2 separate regions of the Mus musculus genome follow, and region 1 is linked to region 2. A link is a contact called in public Hi-C data. All regions are on one chromosome and are shown on one strand. Each heading gives the region's core, a stretch centred on a gene start, on an enhancer-like site or on the middle of the called end of the contact. The rest is flanking DNA. Distances are from core to core; before and after follow the strand shown. Region 1 overlaps Zcchc2 (zinc finger, CCHC domain containing 2). Region 2 overlaps Tnfrsf11a (tumor necrosis factor receptor superfamily, member 11a, NFKB activator).

Evidence for each region. Hi-C and Micro-C count contacts between places; a contact is called where the count stands out from the background.
Region 1: a Hi-C map of bone marrow-derived macrophages shows a contact between it and region 2, with 21 read pairs. The contact joins two enhancer-like sites. A contact is called at or near these places in 1 of 484 Hi-C or Micro-C datasets (bone marrow-derived macrophages), 1 of 115 datasets of contacts at active chromatin or transcription factors (bone marrow-derived macrophages) and 3 of 9 other capture datasets (adipose tissue, liver and pancreatic islet).

Annotation. Positions count from the first base shown.
Region 1 is chr1:106,017,697-106,022,698 of GRCm38.p6, forward strand. Zcchc2 (zinc finger, CCHC domain containing 2) reads left to right here. Exons shown (of 14, transcript NM_001122676.1): 7 at 523-606; 8 at 2,152-2,209; 9 at 4,030-4,162. Among named protein-coding and RNA genes, the nearest start is that of Zcchc2, 30 kb to the left of the region's middle. Within about 2 kb of position 2,320, at least 41 of the 459 cell types and tissues checked have an H3K27ac peak or open chromatin away from gene starts, as enhancers often do. A contact at or near this core is called in bone marrow-derived macrophages, where this site is marked.
Region 2 is chr1:105,810,719-105,816,034 of GRCm38.p6, forward strand. It overlaps Tnfrsf11a (tumor necrosis factor receptor superfamily, member 11a, NFKB activator), which reads left to right. Exons shown (of 10, transcript NM_009399.3): 4 at 2,933-3,076. Among named protein-coding and RNA genes, the nearest start is that of Tnfrsf11a, 33 kb to the left of the region's middle. Within about 2 kb of position 2,498, at least 27 of the 459 cell types and tissues checked have an H3K27ac peak or open chromatin away from gene starts, as enhancers often do. A contact at or near this core is called in bone marrow-derived macrophages, where this site is marked.

The DNA of each region.
Region 1 (5,002 bases), core at 1,070-3,569, 210 kb after region 2:
GCACAGTGTTGTCAGGGTTCATTTGCACACTTTTAAAAAAATGACTCCATCTTGTGTTTCCCTGGGGCAGAGAGCACTGTCCGATATGCTGACAGATAAGTAATTCTTGAGCAAACAGTGCTACACTCTAAGGTAGCTTCAGACTTCTTGTCTAGAACCCACTACTGTCCGAATGTGCAGTGGGTTGGCGCTGATCATAATCTCTGCTGTAACAAAACAGTAGTGTGGGGTTTAGAGCAGCTCAGCGTCGCCACGGTGCTGTTACAGGCTTTTCAGAAGTAACAGTAGAGAGTAGAGGCACTCCCCATTTCATCCTTTGCTTAGTGACCATGCTGGGCCTCGCAGGTGTCAGGTGCCACTCAGATAGTCCTGTGCGTTCTTGAAGGTCCTTCCTTGGAGAAAGGGTCTTTCACTATTAACTCTTCCCTCTCCTTGGGGCACAGGGATAATCATTATTCTGATTTTCTTTATCTCACTATTATAATTTTCCCAGAGTTAGTAGTATTGAATTATTTCCTGCAGATAACTTACAGTCCTCTCTGAAGACTTCTAAGATATTAGAACACTTAAAAGAAGACAGCTCAGAAGCTTCAAGTCAAGAAGAAGGTAATTGTAGAGTCACTAGACTAAGTCTGCACACACTGGCACAGGTCAGAACAAAGGAAAGAGAGCCCAGGTACACACGGGTATTGGGATGTCAGAGATGGCACTACCATACAGAAGAGTGGGCAGAGAAGAGGTTGCTCACTCCATGGTGTTGGCACAATTGGCTTTTTATATGAAGTGTATATTAATCAACTCCCACTATATATCATGTGCAAAACTTTCAAGGGATTAGCAACCATTTGTAAAATGTAAAGTTTAAAGTTTTATTTGTAAACCTGAGGAGAGAAGGTTTTGTTCAATAAGATGGATCATGACCATACATTTGATTAATCTAAGCAAGAACTTAGTATATGACCGAAGAGCCTGGATACTTAGAAGACAGTCTACAGATGATATACTAGCAGGGTGTTGACAAGAAGATGACAAATTGCTCGAAGTAGGAGGATTTTTCTGCAGTAGATCAGTCAGTGATATCATCATGGGATGATGTGAATCAGTGGAGAATTTATTCCAACATGTGAGTAAAATGGAGCATAGGAAATATATGATGAAACCCTCAAGCCAATAGGCACACAGCCTCCCAGGTAATTGAGAAAGTGAAGGACAGGGCCAAGACACCACTGCACGCACATTCATCAGACCAGTAAGCCGTTTTCACATCTGATGTCCAGGATATGACAGTAGGAGCTCAGACGTTATGGATGAGATGTTAATTGGCGCGTGTGTTTGCACAGACCACATGGCATGATGCAGTGAAGCTGGAGATCATGGCTACTACCTGCTGATTCAGCATCTATGAAATTAGACCATGTGCTGGCTGCACCAGGGTTTGTAGTGACAAATACCAGGGAGTCACCTGAATGTTTCAACTAAGTAGTCTCAGTAGACATACTAAGTATATCTGCTGGGCAGCAGTTAGAATAAAGCCCGCCATAGCCCTCTGTGAGTTTATGAATGTACTCACATGCACAGGTGGTTAAAATGGAGCTTTCGCTATAGTGTTTCAGCAAGTTAGGTAATAGTTAACTTCTGTGGAGGGGAGCAGGGGAGTAAAGGGTGACCTGTAGTCAGATCTCATACATCATTTCTTTTTTAGAGTAACTTGAGAGTGATCTTGTGGACTTTTAAAAATATTGAAAATTTTAATAGAAATAGTTTTACCTGAAGTAAATTCAGTTTGAAGTAACACGCTCACGTTAAAATTGCATAATTTTGAGTAAGATTGGTGTGCACATTTGAGGTAATTCAATAGTGTATTAGGCAATTGAAGATTTGTTATGGTATCTTCTGTAAGCTTGGTATGGTAATGCACACAGTAATCCTGGCACCCCGGAGGATGAAGCCAGGAGTTGGATTTGAGGTCAGCCTGGACCATATAGTAGACCTTGTCTCACAGAAACAAGTGGAAGTGCCCTGTGTGCTGGGAGCTAGGTCAGAGCTGGGCAGGAGCCCTCCAGCTGCGTCAGTCAGCACGAGCATCCTTTCAGTGCTTTGCTGTAGCACATAGTGTCCTGAATTAATTCACTCTTCTTTCTCCCACCCTAGATGTGTTACAGCACACCATCATCCACAAGAAACATGCTGGGAAAAGTCCCGCTCTGAAGTAGGTATCTAACTTCTAAAGTGTAAATGCCTTTGTACACCTTACACTCAGTCAGTGTTTAGTCAACTTCTCACCTGTGTGCTGTCTGGGAGTCTGCCATTTTCCTCTCGGGTGGGTTTTTTGTTTTGCTTTCTTTTCAGTTGCCGTGCGTGCTGTTTCCCTTTTGTCCCCTTCCTTCCTGCCCTTTGGGGAAGTTCTTTTGTGGCAGCCTTCAGAGTTACATACTGAATTTTATTCTTGTAGCTGCCCCCAAAATTGCAGTGTGTCTTTCACCTCTTAACGGGTAACATAAATTCATAGACAGTTTGTGCTTGCACGATTCCTTGAGTACTCTAAGGGACTCAGGTCACTGTATTGCTTTTGCCTGGGTTACAGTCATCCTGCATTTTCATTGTCTTCATAGTTTTAAATTGTGGCACTGTTTTCCAGCATTCATTTAGATCTCTTTCTGCTGTCTTGTCCCTCAGCATCCACCTATGATGGTTTCCCTTTTAAATGAATGCAGTTAGGGTGTGTGTGTGTTTGTGTGTGTGTGTGTGTGTGTGTGTGTGTGTGTGTGTGTGTGTATACACTTTGTATTACTGTGTATTGTACTGTGTATTATTGTGCTCACAAATCAAAGCCATCTACCACTGAGCTGTGCTTAGCTGAGTGAGTCTTGGTTGGCATTTCTTTTCTGCTGCCTCTTTGAAGCTGTAACTGACAGTCTTCTGGCTGTGTAGTTTTCATCTGCTGTGTGCCACCCCGTTGGCCTATCTCTGACACCTGATGTCTCTGGCAGATCAAATTGTTGATGTGATTTCTAGCTTACTAGTACTGCCCCTCATCTAAATGCCACAAGCGTTCTGCTCTTTTAGTCAGGACCCTCCTATGGGCAGCTGCTTTCTTTCTTTCTTTGTAGATGAGCTTGGGACTCCTTTGCTTGTGGCAGCCCTGGTTCCTCCTCTCTCCTGGGACTGAAGCCCTCCCTTCTCTGATCCACTCTTAGAGCTGTTCTTTCGGTAGCCTTTCCTCCTAGAGCCTTTGAGCTTTTCTCTGTTGTCCGTGATGGACTTTGTAGCTGTTTGCATTACTTGTGCTTCTAAACTCTGTAACTTTCTATATTTTGACTTTAGAAAGTTCTCAGCTTATGTCTTCAGATAGTCAGTTTCTGTTCTCTGAAGCCGTCTTGTAAGAGTCCCCGAGGTCCTTGTGTGTGGGCTGCTCACACATCCATCCCACTTGTCTCTTAGGTTTTTATGTTCCATCCTTTTGTCCTTCAGTGTAGCTTCTTCAGACCAAGCTTGTTATCAGCTCTTTCCCTCAGTTTCCCATCTGTTGAATTCTTACACTGGCTTCATAGTTGAAGACTTTACATTTGGTTCTTTCAGTGACTTGGCAGAACTCTCTGTCTTCCCAAAGTGTAAACCCAATAACTTCATCCTCTGCATTATTTAGGCCGTGGGGGGTTTCCAGTCACATTAGGTTGATCCTTCATAAACCTAATTGTACAGTTCCTCGCTCGGCAGCCCCTGCTGATCCAGGCTCTGCAGCCCCTCTGTTGATTGGACTGCAGGTGAAGCAGGGACACCCAGTCACAGGACACTAATGGCAAATGTACACGTGCTGCCACTCTCTAAGGACAGGCATTAATGATACTGTCCATTTACTTATTTCTTAGCGTATACTTTTTCCCATACACCTAACTCTAGATACTCAAAAGAAAAACAAAACGAACAAACAAAAAAACCCCAGAGACTAAGAGCCTTCTTGAGATGGTAAAATAGGTTAAGTTACGGGGACAGACTTGACACTGTCATATGTTTCTCTTTTATGAGCAGTGTTGCTACAAGCTGTTCTCCATTGGATGGCCTTACCATGCAGTATGCAGAACAAAATGGAATTGTGGATTGGAGGAACCAAGGCTGTGCGGCCATCCAACACTCAGAACACTGTGTGTCCTCAGCTGACCAAGTATGTGGCAGGTTGATTTTGGTGTCATGTGGTAAAAGCATTCTGCTCTGTGTACTTCCTAAGAAATGAATGCTATAAGTGCTGTGTCGGGTGATTTCTGGTAAGAAGTGAGGAAGCGTTCCAGCAGGAAGCTTTATTCTTAAACAGGACTGAAATCTTCTGAGGTCTGAAAAGGTGTATCTTTGGTTGTTTGTAGGAATACTGCAGTAAGACACCTACACTCTTTATTCTAGTTGTAGGGTTCATTAAGTTGTTCCTTCTTTTTGGGGGGTGGGAGGGAGGGTCTCACTATCTTGATATGATAGGGTTTTTAAAACTGACGTTTTCTTGTAGTGTTTAGTCAGGTGTCTCTGCATTCTAGCCTGTAATAAGTGAACTACTGTGCTGAGAGGAGAAGGCTGTGGTGCATATGGTATAATGTGCTACCATACTGGGGCAGAAGACTCATGCCGCAAGTGTGTTCTGTCTAGAAGATAGATCTGACCAGGACACAGATCCAAGTGTGTCTTTATGGATTCGTGGTTGTTTTGAGACGTTGTAAGTTGTCAAGGTCTCCTTTCTAAAGCCACCTGACTTTCTTTCCCGCTATTCCAATGTCTAGACCCTCCCTTAAGTTTGACAAACAGGTCAGTTTTATTCACCCGACCTTCAGCGAAGGCCTGTAGCACATGCAGTCACTCAGCCACAGTCTGTTTTAGACAGTAGTCTCCATTGCCCACAGAGATAACATTCCCGGAACTTAGCAGAGTACCTGAAAACCTAAGTGATGTCAGCTCCTGTCTACGTTTTTCCGATACGTACATGCAGAGCTATGATACACTTTGTGAGTTGGGCCCAGTA
Region 2 (5,316 bases), core at 1,248-3,747:
TAGCACACGCAGAAAGGCACACCGAGTTCTTGTAACTTTCAAACTCCTGGCCGGGTTATCCAACTTGCAAGCGTTTGCGTCGATGCGATGCACTTGTGAATGCGCTTGTGTCTGAGCTGCTTTCAGTTCGCAGACTCTAGTTTTACTGATGGTCACATTATCAAAACACTCGGAGGTGAGCCCGGGTCTTCTAACACTACCACAGGCACCTTTATGAACCCCCATGAGTTTTCTGTCCTGAGCTGCCATTAGTTCTGACAACCAGGAAGTCAGCAGTCTTGAACACCACCATCCCTCTAATGTGTCTGGGACGGCTGGCAGACTCAAGGCTGGAGAAAGCGCTTCAGGAACTCCACTGGACACCAGCGTCTCATCAGCCCTTTTTATTTCCTTTGGTGACCTTGACTCACTGCTGTCTGTCGGAAATAAGAATTCATCCTGTCTCCTGCCAGTACTGAAGCCGAACACTGAACACGGAACACCGAACACAGTAGATTGTTCTTAAAGCGTTGCCACCCTCGATCCCTTATGCTCATACAGAATCCTGCTAGGATTTTTCAGAAAAGTGGCATATTCCTATGTTCCTGCATGTGCTACACACATGTTTTGGGCTGCACGGTTTGGGCATTTGATACAATAGCAAATGGGACTCCTGCTTGGGTCTAAAAAGCACGAAAATAGCAGTGTCCTTTTTTAGCTGGCTGTAACTTGAGGCAATGAAGGAAGAAGCAGGTTTTGATTTTCCGTCTCTTTTCTCTTTGAAAATTAATGTACAAGGGCCGTGTATATAATGTAGATAATCCAGATGAGACGGGGCCTTTCAGCATTCTCAGAGTGATATTGTTGTTGTTTAGTTGGTTTTTGCTTTCTAAAGAGTCATTTTAATTATGTATGCATGTATAAGGGATGACATGTACACACACACACACACACACACAGGTGCCCAAGGAGGCCAGAAAAATGTGTCAAACCCCTTGGATCTGGAATTATGGGCAGGAATGAGCTGCAGGACATGGGTACTTGTATAAATTATTTAATCTCAATGGGTGGCTCTTACTTTACCTTTGATAATCCAGTTCCTGGATAAAAGGCACAGCTTTTATTCTTTTTATAAGCTTTAATCAGCACTAGAGCTGGGCAAATATCTACCCTATGAGCTGTTAGAATCTAGTTCCCCATTAATAAATCCAAATTTCCATCTGGGCTGCTCTTAACTTCAAGTGGCCAGGCCTCATGGCCATGATTTTATGGCATCTTCCTCCTCTCCTCTCCTCTCCTCTCCTCTCCTCTCCTCTCCTCTCCTCTCCTCTCCTCTCCTCTCCTCTCCTCTCCTCTCCTCTCCTCTCCTCTCCCCTCCCCTCCCCTCCCCTCCCCTCCCCTCCCCTCCCCTCCCCTCCCCTCCCCTCCCCTCCCCTCCTCTCCTCTCCTTTGTGGTTCTTATCAGACCCCAAGCTCAGGAACCCCAAGCCCTCACTTATCTCAATTCTGCCCAACTATAGGCTGTAGGAATCTTAATTCACCAATCAGGGATAACTTGGGGGGCAAGGCCACATAGTCACTTGAGTCTTTGTGGCAAATTCTCTTATCCTTGGGGCCAACCAAGTCTTGGGGGTCAGTATTTAGCATTACAATACAAGCAAAAGACCAAACCTCAACAGCTACTGAGAATGGAATATAGATTCTGGGAGCAGAATGGGCTCATAACCAGTAAGCCATTTCTACAGCCACCTGGGTGATTTTAAATAATTTTATGACTTCATGTGTGTGCATGCCTGTAAATCGAGTTTCCTTATTCACAGTAGCTGTATTTCTGTGAAATCAGCACAACCATTAAATTAGTGAGTCCTGAACCACTGACTAAGACACTAACAGACACTAAGAGAATTCAGGCCTGGATTTCAACAAGCCCCTGGCCAGAGGGACATCACCCACTGGCACAAATGCCTTGTCCTATGTGTGTTACTGTTTACTAGATGTTTGTTGAGTAGGTACACAACTCAAACTTACACAAAACTTTATACCACACATGTTTTCTGGGCAGAGCATATCACTGCCTTCTTGTATGTAGACACAAGACGCCACTGCACATGGGGACATTTAAAATAGGACATCGTCCAATAAAAGCAAAACTGAGAAAAGTGACATTGGATAGACAGAAGCAAGGACCCTCATTTAGGTGGGGGACCTAGCCAAGTGGTGGAATGCATGAGGTTGTAGTTTCAGTCCCCAGTACTACACTGGAAGGAAATTCGTGTGAATCTGAGTAACAAGAATGATTTGCGAGTGTTGGACACTTGGCTTACAATCTAGTTAAATTCCCATATTCCCGTATTCTGGAAACCTACGAGAAGCTGGAAGATTGAAGGCAAGCACTTTGCATCTATTGGGAGGACACAGTGTGTAACCCTGGCCCACGGGACAGACGACTGCTCACGTGTGACCTGCTGCCTGCTTCTGCTTTGTCCACTTGCCTGAGGACCCCAGAGCCTTCAGGACCCTGGGATGAGTTCACGTCTCCAAAAAAAGCCCTTCTGTCTAGCTAAACTTGGCTTAACAGTTGGTGTGACTTCTGAATTTAGAAAAAAAAAGAAAAAGAAAAAGAAAAGAAAAGAAAGAAAAGAAAAGAAAACCAAGAAGCTATGCACTGCTGTGCATTTCCCCCCAATAATTAAACCTAACACGAAACTGTTTAGACAGTCTACACAACTCCCAATTATTAGGAAGAAAAGGGTCTGTTGGACCGTTTCCTACCAATAAGGAAGTATGGGAAGGAACCCTGGAGTTCCTCACCCCGGTGAGTCATCCTGTTCGCGGCCAGATGCAGCTGGCTAGTGGGCTGTTTGGAACTGGGAGGGGGACCGTGCACCAGGTGAATATTGCATCTGTGTCTCCTATCCCTTGCTGGACGCTGATCATCTCTTGTTTCCTGCAGGCAAGGCCCTGGTGGCGGTGGATCCTGGCAACCACACGGCCCCGCGTCGCTGTGCTTGCACGGCTGGCTACCACTGGAACTCAGACTGCGAGTGCTGCCGCAGGAACACGGAGTGTGCACCTGGCTTCGGAGCTCAGCATCCCTGTACGGCTGCTCGGTTACTTGTGTGTGTGTGGCACCCGACATCCCTGTATGGCTGCACAGTTGCAGATGTGAGCTCTCGTAGTGAGCCCTGCTTTTAACCTCTGTCCAGGGGGCTTCCTGGGATTTGTCATAACTGTGTCAAGCAGCTGGCTCGGAGGAACCACAGCTGAACCATCAGTTTAGTCTAGTTTGGAACAGCCCTTGGGCAGTCGTCCCAAATTCCCTCACCCCTCTGTCCCTTTTGTGGCTATGGGCCTCAATATGTGAAACCTGAGGGTACTGACTTAGTGTTAAATTGTATAGTGCAGGAATCTGCCAAGGTATGACAAAGCACACAGCCTCTTAGAAGAGGGTGCACACCTCTGGACACAATGTAAATTGACATCTACAAATATTATTTTCAAATTTATAAAATTTCACATTTAAAGAGCTCCTAAAGACTTAGCTGTAGGGGAACTATCGCCACAATGACACTTTGAAAACAGGCAAGGAGGGCTGGGAGATAATTTCTGCTCTAAAGTGTTTCCCAAGAGTGAGAATCAAAAACCCACAGTAAAAGCTAATCCCAGCTCTTTGTATCCCTTCACATAAAGTGTAAGCACTAATTTGAAATGGTTGGCTTGGTTTTTTTGTTTTTGTTTTTTTAATTGAATTGACTTGGGTTCACAGGGTAAAAATTAGTGTTTTATTTTTCCCTCCTAGATAAAGCTGCTACCATTCTCATGATATGCTTTTTAAACTCTTTATAAAGTTGTAAAAGTTCACACCTTTTGAACTTTGAGAGTAGGCTAACCCGGTGTTTGAACTGGGGCTGTGTCTCACCACTGCCATGCATTAGCACAGAGTCCATTCGCACTTCCAGCTTCTGGGTTGTTTATGAAGCTGCTGAGACTCACTTACAGTTCCCCTAGCACCTTCCGAGTGCTACATCCTTGCTCACTAGTGACGTGAAGTCCAGTCTATTTTTAATGCTCTGCCATCTGAGAACCCCATTGTGTCCTTCAGCTCTGTGGAAAGCACAGAGGCAGAAATCCTTTCAACTTAACGACAGTGCTTCTGAGAGTCAGTCGCTGTCCCAGCTTCTAAGAAGTGCTACAAAGCAGGTTTTCAGAGCATAACAAATGGCTGCTTATGCCTGCCAGTCTTTCACTTAAAGACACGATTTTAAAGCCAGAGTGCTTGGACAAGGGCTGGGAAAATTAAAATATTAATCATTTGAGTGCACATGGAAGAAAGTATCCAGCTCACACGGCAGGCCTCTGCATCAGCCCTGACTCATCTGCACATGCTCTCTCGGAAAGTCAACTTGAGCTTTTAATTCGAAAAGACGGACCTCCCTACCATATTGACGCTCTCCCTCCAAATTCTGCTTTTAGAATAGACAAAGCCCTTGGCCTGGCCACGGACTTCCCACCTTTGTGAACTAGGTGTGAACATTATGATTTCTGGAAGATGTTCTTGCGGGGGGAAAAAAAGGAATGAAAAGGGCATGGCGGCTCCTAGGTATGACAGAGGAGAAGGTCTATTGGAGATAAATAGGAGAGCATAGCCAGAGGCAGACACATCTGGGACAATCCAGAGTGAACATGATGGGAGGTGGGGGGAACTGGGCCATGTGGTGAGAGTGGGGGTGGGGGAGAACAGATGAGAGCCAGGAGACCGGGAAGAGGTCAGGATTTAAAGGGTAAAAAGGAGCAGTGTAACCAAAATGGCTGCATTGTATGGGGAAGAGCAGTCCTGGGAAGATCAGCTCAGCCCCTGGGCTGGAGGAGTTGGGGTGGGGGGGTGGGTATGCCAGCCAGGCGGACCCTGTAACAGGGACTGAGGGATGCTGGGAGAACCTGCTGGCCACCAGCATCAGCTTTCATATGTTAATAGGCACCTCAGTGAGCCTTTGGCCAAGGTTTGAGACCTAACAGTTCTCAGTTTTGAAGCCTTTTGACAGTAGGTGAATAAAATTTCACTCCTGAGGCTGGGGAATGTAAGCTCAGTTGGTAAAATGCTCACCAAGTCTGTGCACAAAGCCCTGGATTGATCGATCCCAAGTTCCGAATAAAAACCTGGTGGCACATACCTGTCATCCTAGCACTCCGGCATTAAGGCAGGAGGACAGAGGTTCAGGGCCATCCCTAACTACACAGTGAGTTTGAGGTCAACCTGGGCTACAAGAGACTCTCTACTCCCAGAAGAATCAATTGCTCATGCCCCACCTTGCAGTATATTTGAATTCAAAACAGCTG